Regions from separate parts of the Triticum aestivum genome. Here region 2 is linked to region 1. Evidence: chromatin contacts called from public Hi-C data. All regions are on one chromosome and are shown on one strand. The core of a region is the stretch at or near the end of the contact, and the rest is flanking DNA. Distances in the headings are between cores, read along the strand shown. Region 1 holds the start of LOC123182585 (a long non-coding RNA gene). Region 2 holds the start of LOC123182587 (F-box protein At5g46170).

Region 1 (6,854 bases), core at 4,135-6,634:
AGGAACGGGGTCCCCCCTCCCTCCTGCCGCCGGAGCAACGGCCGGAGGGAGAGGGGGCCAGCGCACCGGCCGGTGGAGATCGGTGGAAGGAGATCGCCTCCCTAGTCGCCTGGCTGTTGGCGGCGGCTAGGGTAGGGTAGTTCCGTATACCTTTCCGTATACATATTTTTTTTGAGGGGTACCTTTCCGTATACATATGCTCAGGATATCATGTGCGTTCGCTGCTACGTGGGGATCTGGGCCAAGCCTTTATACAGAGAGTTTAGAAGCGCTGGTAAAAGCGCACTGTTATGAAATACGTATGTGTCAGGCCTGGTTCGTGGGCCACAGTATGAGCGTGGGCGTAGTGGTTTCTAGACGGCCGTCCGCCGCTGACGGGCTGAGCCGTGGCCCAGGTTCGCGTCTTTCTGTCAAAGCGAGTCAGATTCGAATTTCTCTACTATTATAGTACATCAATTTTTGAGCATGGACTAGCAGTCCATCGTGTTGTAGTAGCAAATCCTTAGCCGTTGATTTGTTACGCCGGATGAATCTCCGTTGTTTATCAATACTAGACTTAACTGATCCAACGGCTGAGGTTTCTTGGATTCGCGTTGTACGGACGCGCGCCAAAACGCTGCCAATCTGAATCTTCCAGACTTGTCACGGACGCGCTGTTGGCCTGCAACCATAGCGGTCTGCTGCAGTGAAGAATTAAATATTCCACCAACGAGTATTTACATATATACACGCTCGAACTATCTAGACCAGGTGCGTGTAGACGATAGCAGCCTATACTACTACAGTAGCGTTTTACTCCATCTCACGGAGTGCTACATGCATGGAAGCATTTTTCACTTCTCTCAAAAGAAGTAATGTGCTGTAGAAAAGACTGCACACATTTTTGTTTGCAGGCGAAGAAAAGAGTGTACACGCAATATTGCTGGTCGCTGAGAGAAATATTCAAAAAAGCAATTAGAAAATTTTGATTTTCATTTTACTTTATTTTTCTTAACAAGATGTTAAGTTATTTAACACGCTGTGAGGTCGAGGATACACAAATATAATAGATTTTATAAGAAACCTCTGGCATAAAGGTGTGAAAATTACTGCATCAAACTAATTTACTCTATATTTCAATTTTCAATTTTAAAAATATAAGATTTCACAAACATGTCAATAACAATAACATTTCTCTTGGAAAAAATGTATGTTTCTTCTAAAGCATTCTTCGTATAGGAATTCGGTGTGCTACTGTTGTTTGATGTGAATAGCAAAAAAAAAGGTTTCCATGAGCTCCCACTTGAGAACGCAGATGTACTTTTGAAAATTGCATGACAGTTTTATCATAAGATAGGCGATTTAGTTTTAGTTTAAATGATTTAGTATTTTGATTACTCATAATAATCTAACGTGCAAAGCACGTACAAATTACTAGTAAATACAGGTCGAGAGTCTTCTTCCCCAACGGTCCGCCATTCCGGTAACTCGCGAAGGAGAGGTCGAGGGAGAGGGAGAACAGGCGAAGGACGCGCAACGGAGTTCCTCATGCAGGCGATCAGGAGGTATGTCGACTGAGCGATTTGTTATTTTACGCACTAGCTTGCGATTTGAAGACTGGAAGGCGGCGAGATTTATTTGCTTTATCTGCCATAGATCGACTCTGATTGAAGAGGTCGGGGAGATTCTGGTGCCGGGAAGTACGTTGGCGGATGGTACGAAGCGGGCGTTGGTGGAGGTGGTGCTTCCGGAGAGCATGTGTATGAGCGGCGTAGGGTGGATCTGCTGGGCGTCTGGACCACCAGCAATCAGCAGAGAAGGTCGAATCTGCAGCGCGGTTCAAGTGGCAGCACTTAGAAGGGACCGTTTCGCCTCTGACTTCTACGATGTCGATGGAAAGATGAATCGCCCGGCTCTTGGTTGGGAGAAGAGGTGATGGGAACTGAATTTAAATTGAGATGTGCCGTGAAGAATTTCAGTAACTTATATTGAGATGTGCAGTGTTGATTGAATTTTCTGGTGAAAATTATCCATGGTGTGATATGAATTAGTGTTAGAGCTTGATGTTTTGAATGGTTAATATGATCTAGCAGATATGTAGTTAGAACTGCAATTTCATGGTCAGTGTCAGTGTGAATTAAATTATCTATGAACGTAGTACCCACACCTCATGAGTGCTCTGTTCGTGGCTATTTCTCAATGCAATATCCCAGAAAATTTTCTTGTACCAAAATCCCATCAGTACATGTTCCAATGCATTGTTCCATTCTTTTGGCATAGGCAACCAACGAGATAACAATGCTCTTGAAGGAAAAAAATGCTCGATGCTTTCACACATTGCAACAGTTAGAGGAAATATCCAGCTGGATATGTTCAAGCTTGCTGACAAGCTTGCCTCCTCCACCAATGGTATCTTTTTTTACGTTCCCTATGGTGGTTTTATGTAGGTTGTTATTTTTTCACAGATGTTACATCTCAATCTCTTTCGTGCCATATAGGTGACGACACCTGTACTCCTGTCAGAGCACCCATTACTGGCCATCACCTAAATCTATCTCCTTACGAAGGTACCAGCACGCAAATCTCACCTTCCCAACAGCATTATAAAAGCATCTCACATTTTATCCTCCATTTTTAGGGAACACTTCGACAAGCAAGCGGCCCAGAACTATCCAATGCGACCAACCCCAGCCAGAAAGCGTGGCTCACCACATTATACGGCAGGTCACCTTATTTGCAAAGGGAAATTTGAAAGCCATAAGCAAGTCGTATATCAATCTCCCAAATGGTGGGAGCACAACTGTTTTTGGCGAGAGGCGGGTTGAACACCTTGGCCGCAAGTATGTATTCAGACCAGGGTTCCAGACAGGTCCCTGGAGCTGAGGCGCTGTTCTGTATCCTCCACATGCAGATGTCGCGCAACTCCTGGAGCGGTACTTCGCCACTGCACCTGACAGTGAATTATCTGGGTAGTTTTCCTCATGAATTTGTCAATAATATGCTGCTGAGTATATCCTTGCGTGCTGCATTTATGTTGCAATGCTAACATTTTTTCATCGAATGCAGCAATTTCCTTGTACACGAAGCTCCCATGTTCATCAAGATTACTGGCTACATGATCAGTGGCCAGCTTGTGGGTGGCAACATGATTCAGCGTGAACTGGTGTCGTTGCTTTTCCGTCGCTTTGCTCAAGTTGATTTTCACTGCGCTAATCTACTGCTTACTCAAACAAGACTCTAGGCTTGTGGGACTCTGATTTCATTCACACCCTGTCTATCCAAAGGCAGTTCACAGGTGACTCTTTGAAGTATGACATCACATCATCCCAAAATGGTGCGACAATGCTCACGTAATTGTTCAATGGACTGGCAGTTTTTCCATCCCCATCACCTAATAACTCTTGTCCAAATTTCTTAATAATTTGCAGTTTTATTCCGGTGCCACGCCCAGAAGGCTGGATGGTGATAATATGGGACATGGTGACGAAAAAATTAAGTAAGAGACCGAGGCCAATTCTCCTGACTTTCTTTCCATAATTATTACTATAATGTTTGTTTCATATTATTTTTTCATTACTTCATGTTATCATGCCATCATGTCATTAAATAATTCACACCATTTTTAAACCATGAACATTTTTAGAAAATCATTTGTGCCTTGCTTCTATTTTATTTAAATGCCTTTACAAATTTCTTCAAACCTTTCCTAAAGGCCCTTACCTTTGCTGCTTCAAGTTTGATCTTCAAAACCTGCCCATAATTCTTTCATCACATTTCAGACCGCCAGCCAGAATCTGAAGATTTTTTTTTGGACACTTCTAAACGTAGACCTAGATCAAACCAATTTGGCTCGACCCTGTATATAAAAAATTCAGCTAATCATCCAACCAAGGAACGAGATAAGGCTACAACCTGGAAGCTTTACAATGCAATGCTCGCATGTTTGAATTAGTTCTATGCTAGATGGCCGTGAGCAAGGAAAACTGGGGCATCAAGTATGAACCAACCACCGACGCCAGCTTCACACCTTAAGTGTCGACATCTCGCTATCTCACTAGCTATGCTATATGTCGTATTTTCAGGGCCGAGATAGGGGGCATGCGTCATCCACATTGCTCGCCACTTTGAGGGAGAAAAGCTGAAGCTTCAGCTTACACAGTTTAGCTCAATTCACATCCTTACATGTTCACAGTCTTCGTTACATTCATAAATACGACAAATAGAATTTCAGTTGGGGTTGATACTTGGATGCACATATCTGCACGCATCCATGTTCTGAAGGATTTTATTTTCCCTTAAATTAGTACTCCCTCCGTAAAGAAATATAGGAGCATTTAGATTACTAAAGTAGTGATCTAAACGCTCTTATATTTCTTTACAGATGGAGTATTTCCCAGCACTAGCAATGCAAATGTGGAGGATTGGTACCAAAAAAAAAAAGAACAATGTTGTTTTTTTGTAAAAATGTGGGTACTTCACTTTATCCATGTGAAGCAGATCCCCGAGAGGCCGAGACACATATAGTAGGGTTGCACTAGCGAAATCTAAATAGTACCTACAACCTCGGAAGCCTGCTAGGTGCGAGAATTGTGGGGTTGAGGACCACAGGGGAAACAACTGCACAAAACCAATGGATGTGGGATTAGGGGGTGTCTGATGATGCTGGTGTGAAGTGCATGGCTGCAGCATCACTGCATCAGCATCAGTTATGACTGGTGAAAACCAAGGAGAGCAAGAGTGTAATCTAAGATATGTTGATGTGTTCTGGAGAATATTTTCTATATCTTGTACTGTGTGGCGCCATCCGGCTGTCCGGCAGACTATATATGTATCTATGCAATGCATTTCCGGGATCAGGTGTTTGGATGAAGAATTATTGTTATTTTCATGTGATTCATGGCCCCATCTAGTGTGTGTGTGATGCCTGTGACTAGAGTTGCATGTTGCTGGAGACTGAATTGCGGTGCTTATCTTTGTAGGCCGATCTGAATTCTTATGCTTGTTCAGGCTGAATTATGGCACTTGTTTGTGTTGCCTGAGACTGAATTGTGCTGCCTGAAGTTGGTATAGAGAGTACATAAAAAAAGTGGAATCAGCGGTGATGTGATTGTTGGGCGTTGAGTAGCATCAATTTGTGTTTTTTAGGGGATCAATTCGTTTTTGTGTGATGTGCACTGTTGCTGGTTTTTGAGTAAGCAGTGGGGAATCTTGAGATGGACGCCAATAAAAATAAGCCGGTGTAAACGGCTGGCGTCCCATGGCGTCTGAGCCGTGGCCCATAGCATTCTCAGCCGTTATGAGCTGCGACTCATGAGACGGCGAACTTCACATTAAATAGGGTTGGTGGGTGGGCCATCGGCCAGAATATGGTTGATATATTATTAAGAATACACTGACATATACGTGGGCTGGTGGGAATCTTGTAGCCAACCAGCGACGAGGATAAAGAGCTCATCTGAGCTCGCGCTCAGAACAACACTTCCCGCAACATAAGCCTCTGGATACATTATTATGATGGAGCAAAGCCAAGTCCCCCACACGCATGATTCCTTCTGGTAATCAATCATCTGAAACACGCAATATAAAAGAGCACACACAAAAAACATTTGGCAGACCGTTTCTCCGCCTGCCTTCAAAGACGTCTACTGCAGAAAATGAAATGCATTATGTCATGCTGCTCCTAAATGTTCATGCAGATCGTTTCTCTTTCTTTCACCAAATGTTCATGCTGCTCCTAGAAGAAAGTAAATATTTGGGTATGTTGTTGACGTGATGAGGACAAACATTAATTTGTACTCCCTCCGTAACTTAATATAAAACGTTTTTCTATACTTTCATGGACTCTAAAAACGTCTTATAAAAAGTTAGTCTACATCTATTCACAGACAGACAGGTCGCTTTTGACAGATCATTATCATATCCGGAATCCATCAGCCGTTCTGCAGAATGACACCCAGATAGCTGAAAGTAACCGATCATATATAATTAAAACCATCAACAGGTTTATTTTGAGATCAGGTCAAGACCCAAGAAATTCATGAGCTAATCTACCAGTTATAATTGTACAAGGGGGTCTACCACTTATAATTGTACAAAGGGGGGGAAACAAGAAACAGTCTGCTGCTAGATGCTAGAAACAGAAGAAAGGGGTGCCTGATTGTGGGGTTTCAAGCCTACAGTATAGCATGGGGGACAACAGCAAAAAGGAGGCAAGCTTTACACGTCGCTCTACTTCTCAACCTCATCTCATCTCAGGGAACAAAAACGCCTCAAAAATAAGCCAGCCGTGCATGGAGCTCCTAGTAGACCACTGGCACCTAAATTGTCAAGCATAAGATTACATTAGAAATTGAAGAGCATTACAATTTTAAAAAACAAGAGGGGAATTGCCAGAGCATAAAAATGTATGTACACATGACACACAAAATCCCTCATAAGATTATCTTTACAATGGTTGGAAAATATATAAGTAAATTGTGTATTACCTTTTAAACAAGGCCCACACAAGCTTAAGCATCTAGTCAAAATTTATCCTCAAAGTATGATCTCAGGGATTGAATCAGATCTTCCCGCAGTAACTCTGGAATTTTGGACCTAAATACTCTTCCAGAATCACTTATTAGCTGCTTCCTGCATTACAGGAGAAAGCATTATATACAATATTAGATACATTGGACGATGTGGACACACCACCCATGAGTGTAATGATGATCACACACAGTGGAAAATAAAATTCTCATATTTGGCATATGCTGGGGATTCCGAAAAATAACTTAGCTAGAAAACTGAAAGATTTCCTACAAAGGTACTCCCTCCGTTCACAAATATAAGATGTTCTACTTTTTTCTGAATCAGATGTATATAGACATGTTTTA
Region 2 (7,078 bases), core at 41-2,540, 230 kb before region 1:
TCAAAAGCATCTGAAACCCAGGATCCACCTGCTGACCCAGCAGTTGCATTCCCAACTGCATCCATCATTGCCTCTTCGCTCGGCTTGATGGCCACCAGTGTTGCTCCATTCAAGACCGTGCCCCCAGGCAGCTCAATGTGTGGCGCATACCACAACCGCATGCTAAGGGCCGGCATGAGCGTGCGGTGCGAGTCACCAGACGCTGATACTGGCCTGACCCGTAGCTCCTGCAGTTGCCACTTGTCCATGGTGAGCACGCCCTGCCCATCGGCGTCCGTCAGATCCAGGCTCTCCAGCAACGCGTGGTCGGAAATGATGGGCTGCAGCAGGTAATGCCGGGCCGACGCCGCAATCAGCGAGCTGATGGTCCATAGCACCCGCAGCTTAAGCCCCCCGTTGGTGTAGAAGGACTCCGGTATGCTCCCTGAATCGTCAGACTCGGCACAATCAGCGGTCGCAGGAGGAGGTGCGGCAGTGGCGCCGTCCTTGGCGGCAGAGGAGGGCGAGGCGGAGGCGGAGGCGGCGCCGAGGATGACGCAGCTGCCGAGCGTGGAGCCGAAGTCGGCCTTCCACTTGAGCAGCACGCCGTCGTCCATGCCGAGCTCGCCGGCGGGGAGCTCGATGCGCAGGCTGCGGAGCTCCTTGAAGGAGCGGAGCACCTCGGAGGGCGAGTGGTGCGAGACGTCGCCGGGGGGCGCCGACGCCGAGGACGAGAGCGAGGAGGCGGCGGAGCGGCGGAAGGAGGAGAGGGAGGCGGAGGCCGGGAAGTCGGAGGCGGAGCCGGCGTGGGAGAGGATCTGGCCGAGCGCCTGGATGGGCTTGACGATGCCGCCGATGAGCATGCGCGCGATCTGGGAGAAGACGCCGCGCGCGCGGGCGGAGGCGGAGGCGGTGGGGGAGGAGGGCGCGGAGGAGGACGGGGAGCCCGAGGCGGAGGAGGCGGGGTCGTCGGGGATGACGCAGTCGACGCGGACGAGCACGGAGTCGACGAGGGGCACGAGGGCGTGGAAGCGGCGGGAGACGAGCGCGCAGCGGCCGAGCGCCTTGACGTCGCCGATGCGGTTGAAGATGAGGAGGAGCAGCGGGTCGGGGAGGCCGTCGAAGCGGTCGTCGGCCGCCGCGGCGGCCGAGAGGCGGTGCGGCTGCCGCTCCTCCTCCTCGCAGCGCCACCGGCGGGGCCCCGCGGCGGCGGCGGCGGCGTCCGCGGCCATCGGCCGGCGGCGTCGGGGGGCCGGATCTGGGGGAGGGGGGAATGCGGGGCGTGGGAGGCCACGAGGAGAGGAGGGAGCGGGCGTGGAGGTGGACGGCTTGCACTGCCTTGAATCCTTGATGATGTTTTCTGCTCTCTCGGGGAAGACAAAATGCCGTGGAGCCCCTGCACCTTCCCGAAATCGTGGCGGTGTAATGCAGTTCTTTTTCACTTTAATAATTCAGCTTTGGGAGTTTTCGGAGAGGAATTCGCTGTGGGTTCCGTCGGTGCCAGGCCCTACCGGCACCACGATGTGATTGAGAAAATGAAACGCCAAGAGCGACTCCATCCGCGCCCTCAACGGGCCTTCTCCAGACGATTTTTTAGCGCTGACGGGCGAAAATCGGTCCAGTCGCGTCTTTAGAAGTCTGTTTTTCGTCGGGTTGGACCAAAATAACAGCCGGCGCACCCGAGCCGAACCCAGCGCGCTGGGGGCGCCGGCACAAGCGAAAAGGGGTGCGGGGCCGTTCCGTCGGCGAGAGGAGGGCCTTTTTCCGCCGTTTCTTCCCGCTTTTCCACCCGGCTTCCCTCTCATTCTCTCCATTCCTCCCGTCAATCTCCTCCTCCTCCCCTCCCCGTCGGCCGCCATGTCACCGAAGAAGTACGTGGCCCCCCCACCGCGACGGCTCCGACCGCCGCCGTCGCCCAGCCGAAGTAGAGGAAGCCGAGGGCGCTGCCGTCCAAGCCGCCGGGCATGTCCAACGCCGACTGGTGGGCGGAAGTTCAGCGCCGGGAGGCTGTCACCACCGACCGGAGGAACGGGGCCAACGCCAAGAAGGCACGGGACAGCGCGGCGCGGCTCGCGGCTGCGGCGGCGGCGGAGCAGGCGGAGCGCTCGGCCGAACAAGCCGAGGCGGCTCGCGTGGGGATGATGAACCCACCCGGCGGCCACGGCCAGTACGCGCCCTGAAGCCAGCAAAGCGTCGGTTCTCTGGCCGGCTTCTCGTCGTCGCCGCAACCCTGGGGCTGCACGCCGTCGCCGGGCTACACCGACGGTGACGCGCCCGGCGGGTTCAACCCCAACGTCACCTTCCCCCATGGTCACCCGGCCCGCCGGACGCCCTCGCCCGCCTTCGCCGGCGTGCAATACCCTCTGTACACCTACTCACCGCCGGCCTACGCATCCTCCCCGACGCCCCCTCTCCGTCGTGGCGCGCTGCCCTTCTCCCAAGCCTCCACGTCGCTTCTCCGCGACACCGACGCGACCGAAGCCGACATGGACGACATCATCACGGCCGGCTCGGCCGCGGCCGCCGCGTCCCCCGGGTTTACTACCCATGACGACATCAACGGCGACATGGACGGCGAGCTCGACTACAGCGAGGAGGAGCCGGAGCCGGAGCCGGAGGACGAGGAGGAGCCGGCGCCTGCTCCGGCGAGGAAACAGAAGAAGAAGAAGAAGAAGGGGACGGCCAGGACCGGCGAGCCGCGCATCAAGTGGGCGTCCAAGGAGGACGAGTGCCTCGCCGAAGCGTGGAAAGTCGTCTGCCTCGACCCGATCACCGGCACGAACCAGAGCATCGACACGTATTGGGACCGCATCAAGGCCGAGTTCGACGAGCGCAAGCTCGTCGACCCCTACTTCAAAGGCGTGTACATGCAGCGCGGGGCGAAGGCAATGGCGAACCATTGGGGGCTCATCCAGTCGGCGTGCAACAAATGGCATGGGATCGTCGAGGAGATCGCGACTCGCTCGGAGAGCGACGCCAGCATCGAGGATCACGTATGACACGCCGGCCTCTCCTTTTTCCTTTCGTCGGTGCGCGCCGCTGACTGGTTGTTCCTCGGCGCAGTTGGTGCGGATGTTCGCCATGTTTCGCCAGGACAGCAGCGACCAAGATTTCAAGTACCTCCACGTCTTCAAGCGGATCGAGAAGTGCGAGAAGTGCGCGGATGTCCGGCGCACCCTCGCCAAGGCCAAGGAGACCTACAAGCTGGACGCGCCGACGCCGGGTGCGGGCGACGGGCGCCTCGAAGGAAACAAGGGGGCCAAGAAGGGGAAACACGCCGACTCGGCAACCGCACGAGTCCAGGAGTCCATTGAGCATTGCCTCGCCGACGCACAGGCCCGGGCCGCCTTGCGTGAAGAGAAGACCGAGGCGCGGTGGTCGGCGTTGATGACCAACAGCGCCGTCAAGCTCGACCTACTCCGGACCAACGTCGCCGCGAAGAAGAGGAACACCGACCTGGCTTTCCTCATGGGCGGGGCGGACATGCTCCAGAGCAACGACGAGCAGCTCAAGGCGTGGTACTTGGCGGAGCACGGCCTCATCCTGAACCAGCTGTCGTCGACGGCGCCGCCAACTCCCACGCCCACGCCGACGACGCCGCCAAGCCCGAGCGATGATGCCTCCACGACGCCCAGCAGCACAGAAGCCGCGCCGACGCCGCCCAACACAGAAGCAGCTCCGACACCGCCAAGCCCGCGCACGCCGACTCCACCGACGCAAGAGGCCGACCCCGCCGTTTGATGCCCACACGTCCTTTCCATTTTTTGTACGCCGAACTTTTCATCCGATCGCCGAACTCTAGCAAGGTGACCGCCGAACTGATGAGCCGCTGATCTCCGGACTTGTGGCTTTTTTTGTGAGCGGGAATGACCAAGTTTGAATTTGTCGCGTCTTGGGAGGCGGCGCCTGGGGGCGTGGCTGGGAGCTAGATCGCCCCCAGGGGCCAATCTAGCGCCGGTTCGCCCCCGGGCCGCTCTTTTTCGACGCCCTTGAGGGGCCAATGGCTAGAGATGCTCTAAGGCTGCGTTTGGCACTGCAGTATTTTTGGAGTTTTAGAAAAATACCATGGTACTTTTAAAAACCACGGTTTAAAATACTTTGATGTGTTTGGTGTCACCAAATGCTCCAGTTTACAAGACCGTAGTATCTCCAAAACCCTGGTTTTCTCACAGTATCAGAAAAAGAGGTCCGGACCCCTTTCTTTTAAACCGAGAAACGATCGCTCTCATTGGTCTCTCAACTCCATCTTTCCGGCCGTCAACCATTGTGATTATACCGCATGTTTTCTGTAGCTATGAATAAACAATCCAAGCTCAGCACATGGGAAGGAAGGTACGTGCCCTTGTGGCCTTGTACGCCTATTGATCTACTCTGTCGTTGATCTCGCCAATTTGGTATTGTACCCCGCAGGTTAAACCTGAACCACGTAATCACGACGTATCGTTGTTTTCCTCTTCTCCCTGGCGGCTGGAACCCTGGCCGCCGCCAGGAGAGGCCGATCTTTCAACATCGTTCTCCGGCGGCTCCCATCCGCCGGCAACCTCGGTCGTCGGTGGTGAGGGGGTCACCGGATCCACGCATGTAGGTCGTTTTTACTCCCTCGTAGTTTAGGTTTTTTAGGTTGTTTATTGTCTTTGCTTCGGCGGCTATGATGACAACGCTGAATAAAGATTCTTCGGATCCTTCCCTGACAAGGTCATCGGTCCTATAGTTGAGGTGGATTTAGAAATCAGTCTGTTCAAGCAAGGATGGTGTGGCGGCAGCGACGGCATCCTCGTGGTGGACCTTGTCCTCGGGCTCCGCCGTTGCGACGGCGTTTGCTCCAGCGTCTGCGCGGAGCTTGGGAGGTAGTCCAGGAGCGGATGCAGATTATGGTTTGCATCGACGACATCTGGAAGACGGAGCATGTGCTGGCTCGTGGTTCGTGGATGGCAGGTATGGTTTTCTCCTTCGGTGTTTTAGTCGTGGTGGGGTGCCAGATCTGGAGTTCGATGGCGTGTCCGGAGTGTTGCCCGGTCTGATTCGTTCAACGGCAAGGGCTTCACTTTTGGTGAGCCACCTTGGAGGTCCGCAAAGCTGCATATCAACGATGAAACCGCGTCGGGCTCGGGTAAGGAGGTGATTCGTCGTTCTTTTCTTCGATGGCTGTTGTGGTGGTGCCGGAGGCAGGTGACGAACGTTGGTGTAAAGCTCAGAGATGTTCTGCTATCTTTTCAGTTTTATCATGTCGGTCTTTACGTGACTTGTACTTTGTTCTTTGTAATATGAACAAGACACGTATTACCATGAAAAAAAATTGGTGTTGTACCAGGGCAGCCTGTTGATTTAGCACAGCACCCCCACGTCCTGCTTGTCCTTGCCTGTCTCTGCACAGCGCCGCCGCGACCTCCTTGGCAGCCTTGCGCCACTGCTCCCTCTCACACTCTAGACCTGCGAGCGGCAGGAGTTGGCATCCATAGCGTGAAGACACATGCCCACTTGTTCACGGTAAAGGCAACGCTGCATGCATACAACAGCCGTGAGCACAAGCTGGTCAGATCGTGTAGCTGAGTTCGGTTCAGTTCGTTATCTTCAGGGTTAGCCATGCAACCTAACAACAGGTGAGAATTGGAGAAAACTGAGAAAAAACCGATTTAGCAAACGCCTCTCTGGTTTTGCCAGAGCCATGAAAAACCGCAGTTTTTAGATACTGAAGTATTAAACGCCCACGCGTTGGAATACTGAGGTTTTGTAATACTACGGTTTTAGAAAAACTGTGCTGCCAAGCAAACTCTAGATTAGGCTAGAAAAAGAGTAGGCAGGAAACTCTCTATTTGTCCACTCGCACAACCACACCTCTCAAATTGAAACTCTCGAAATCATGCAATTTCATGCGCCTCCATCATACAGCATAAATTCATCGTCAATTCAACAATGCAACAAAGCAGAATAAACCACAATTCAACACATGCCAAATTTTTTTACGGTTTATAGATAGACGACGCAAGAATGAATCATTCGACCCTCGCGACCGCGGCCGTGCTCTCTTTGCATGTGTTGATCTCTTTTTTCTTCACCACAAGCGACTTCAATGTGGACCACTTCCTGGTCACAGCTTCCTACGTGCGTTACTTGGCGCGCCGCTCCCTTCGGACACATACTACACCTTGCAACTAACCCCCATGGACTCCGCCAGGAATCATCCATGCCGGCGGTGAGGGACGGGGTACTCAGCGACGTCATCTATGACAGCGGACGATGGCGGACAGGGAGCAAGGGTGGAGGACAACGACAGCTCGGCCGTAGGAAATGAGGGACATACGTGGGAGGGCAGCAATCGATTTGGCGGACTAGATCAATTTGGAGGGATTTAGGGTGGGTTCGGTCTGTCAGATCCTACGTGACAGGAACGTCCGAGTACCCTATATCCATGTCAAATATGCTTAGTCCAGAGAAAATGTGGGCAGGAGACTCCATGCAGTATTTTAAGACAAAAAGGTAATCTATCATGAGATAGTAGACGAGAATTTATACATCCAGTTGATAAAGACAAACAAGAGTAGACAGTTGTACACTTGCAGTATTTTATAAAACAAAGAGGCGCGCTTCGGTACAACCCCCTCCCCAAAAAAAAACGTACAAGGGGTAGGGTGGTCATTTCACACGCCGTATGAAAATACCCGCCCGCCGTACGCACGCCCGCGTCGCCGTACGGCGCTGTCGCGTACGCCCGCCCGTCCGCGCCCACGCCCGGTGTACGCCCGCCCGCATGCACGCCCGCCCCGCTGCGTACGCCCGAATGATTAAAAAAAACCGATCGGGCGAACCCTATCTTCACGTCGCCTCAGGCGCCACCACCGCCGCCGCCATCTCCGGCAGTACCTGGCCGACGGAAAAAAAAACCTACGCGTTGTGCGCTACCGGACGCCGACAACCGCCCCTCGTCAGCCCGGCGTGCTGTTCTCCCTCGCGTTGTGTGTGACTAGACGCCGACAACCGCCTCGGTCGGGCAGACGCCTCCGCCGCCGCCAGCTCGTAGCTGTTCGCCGTCGAGTCTCCGACGAATCCCAACACTATTCTCATGTCTGACGAAGCCAACGAGGTACGCGAGGCGCTGGCA

The links. A called contact is a pair of places that touch in the nucleus more often than the background predicts.
Region 2: a contact with region 1 is called in a Hi-C map of leaf, with 4 times the contacts expected there. The contact joins the promoter of LOC123182587 here to the enhancer-like site in region 1. A contact is called at or near these places in 3 of 5 Hi-C or Micro-C datasets (leaf and root) and 1 of 1 datasets of contacts at active chromatin or transcription factors (leaf).

The regions. Positions count from the first base shown.
Region 1 is chr1D:424,432,106-424,438,959 of IWGSC CS RefSeq v2.1, reverse strand. It overlaps LOC123182583 (ubiquitin carboxyl-terminal hydrolase 25), which reads right to left. Exons shown (of 9, transcript XM_044595213.1): 8 at 6,465-6,609; 9 at 5,942-6,296. The coding sequence ends at 6,501. It overlaps LOC123182585 (a long non-coding RNA gene), which reads left to right and starts at 1,399. Exons shown (of 8, transcript XR_006492252.1): 1 at 1,399-1,544; 2 at 1,636-1,911; 3 at 2,260-2,388; 4 at 2,478-2,546; 5 at 2,618-2,948; 6 at 3,046-3,274; 7 at 3,408-3,475; 8 at 4,062-4,863. Within about 2 kb of position 5,384, at least 3 of the 8 cell types and tissues checked have an H3K27ac peak or open chromatin away from gene starts, as enhancers often do. A contact at or near this core is called in leaf, where this site is marked.
Region 2 is chr1D:424,657,756-424,664,833 of IWGSC CS RefSeq v2.1, reverse strand. It overlaps LOC123182587 (F-box protein At5g46170), which reads right to left and starts at 1,290. Exons shown (of 2, transcript XM_044595217.1): 1 at 1-1,290. The coding sequence starts at 1,211.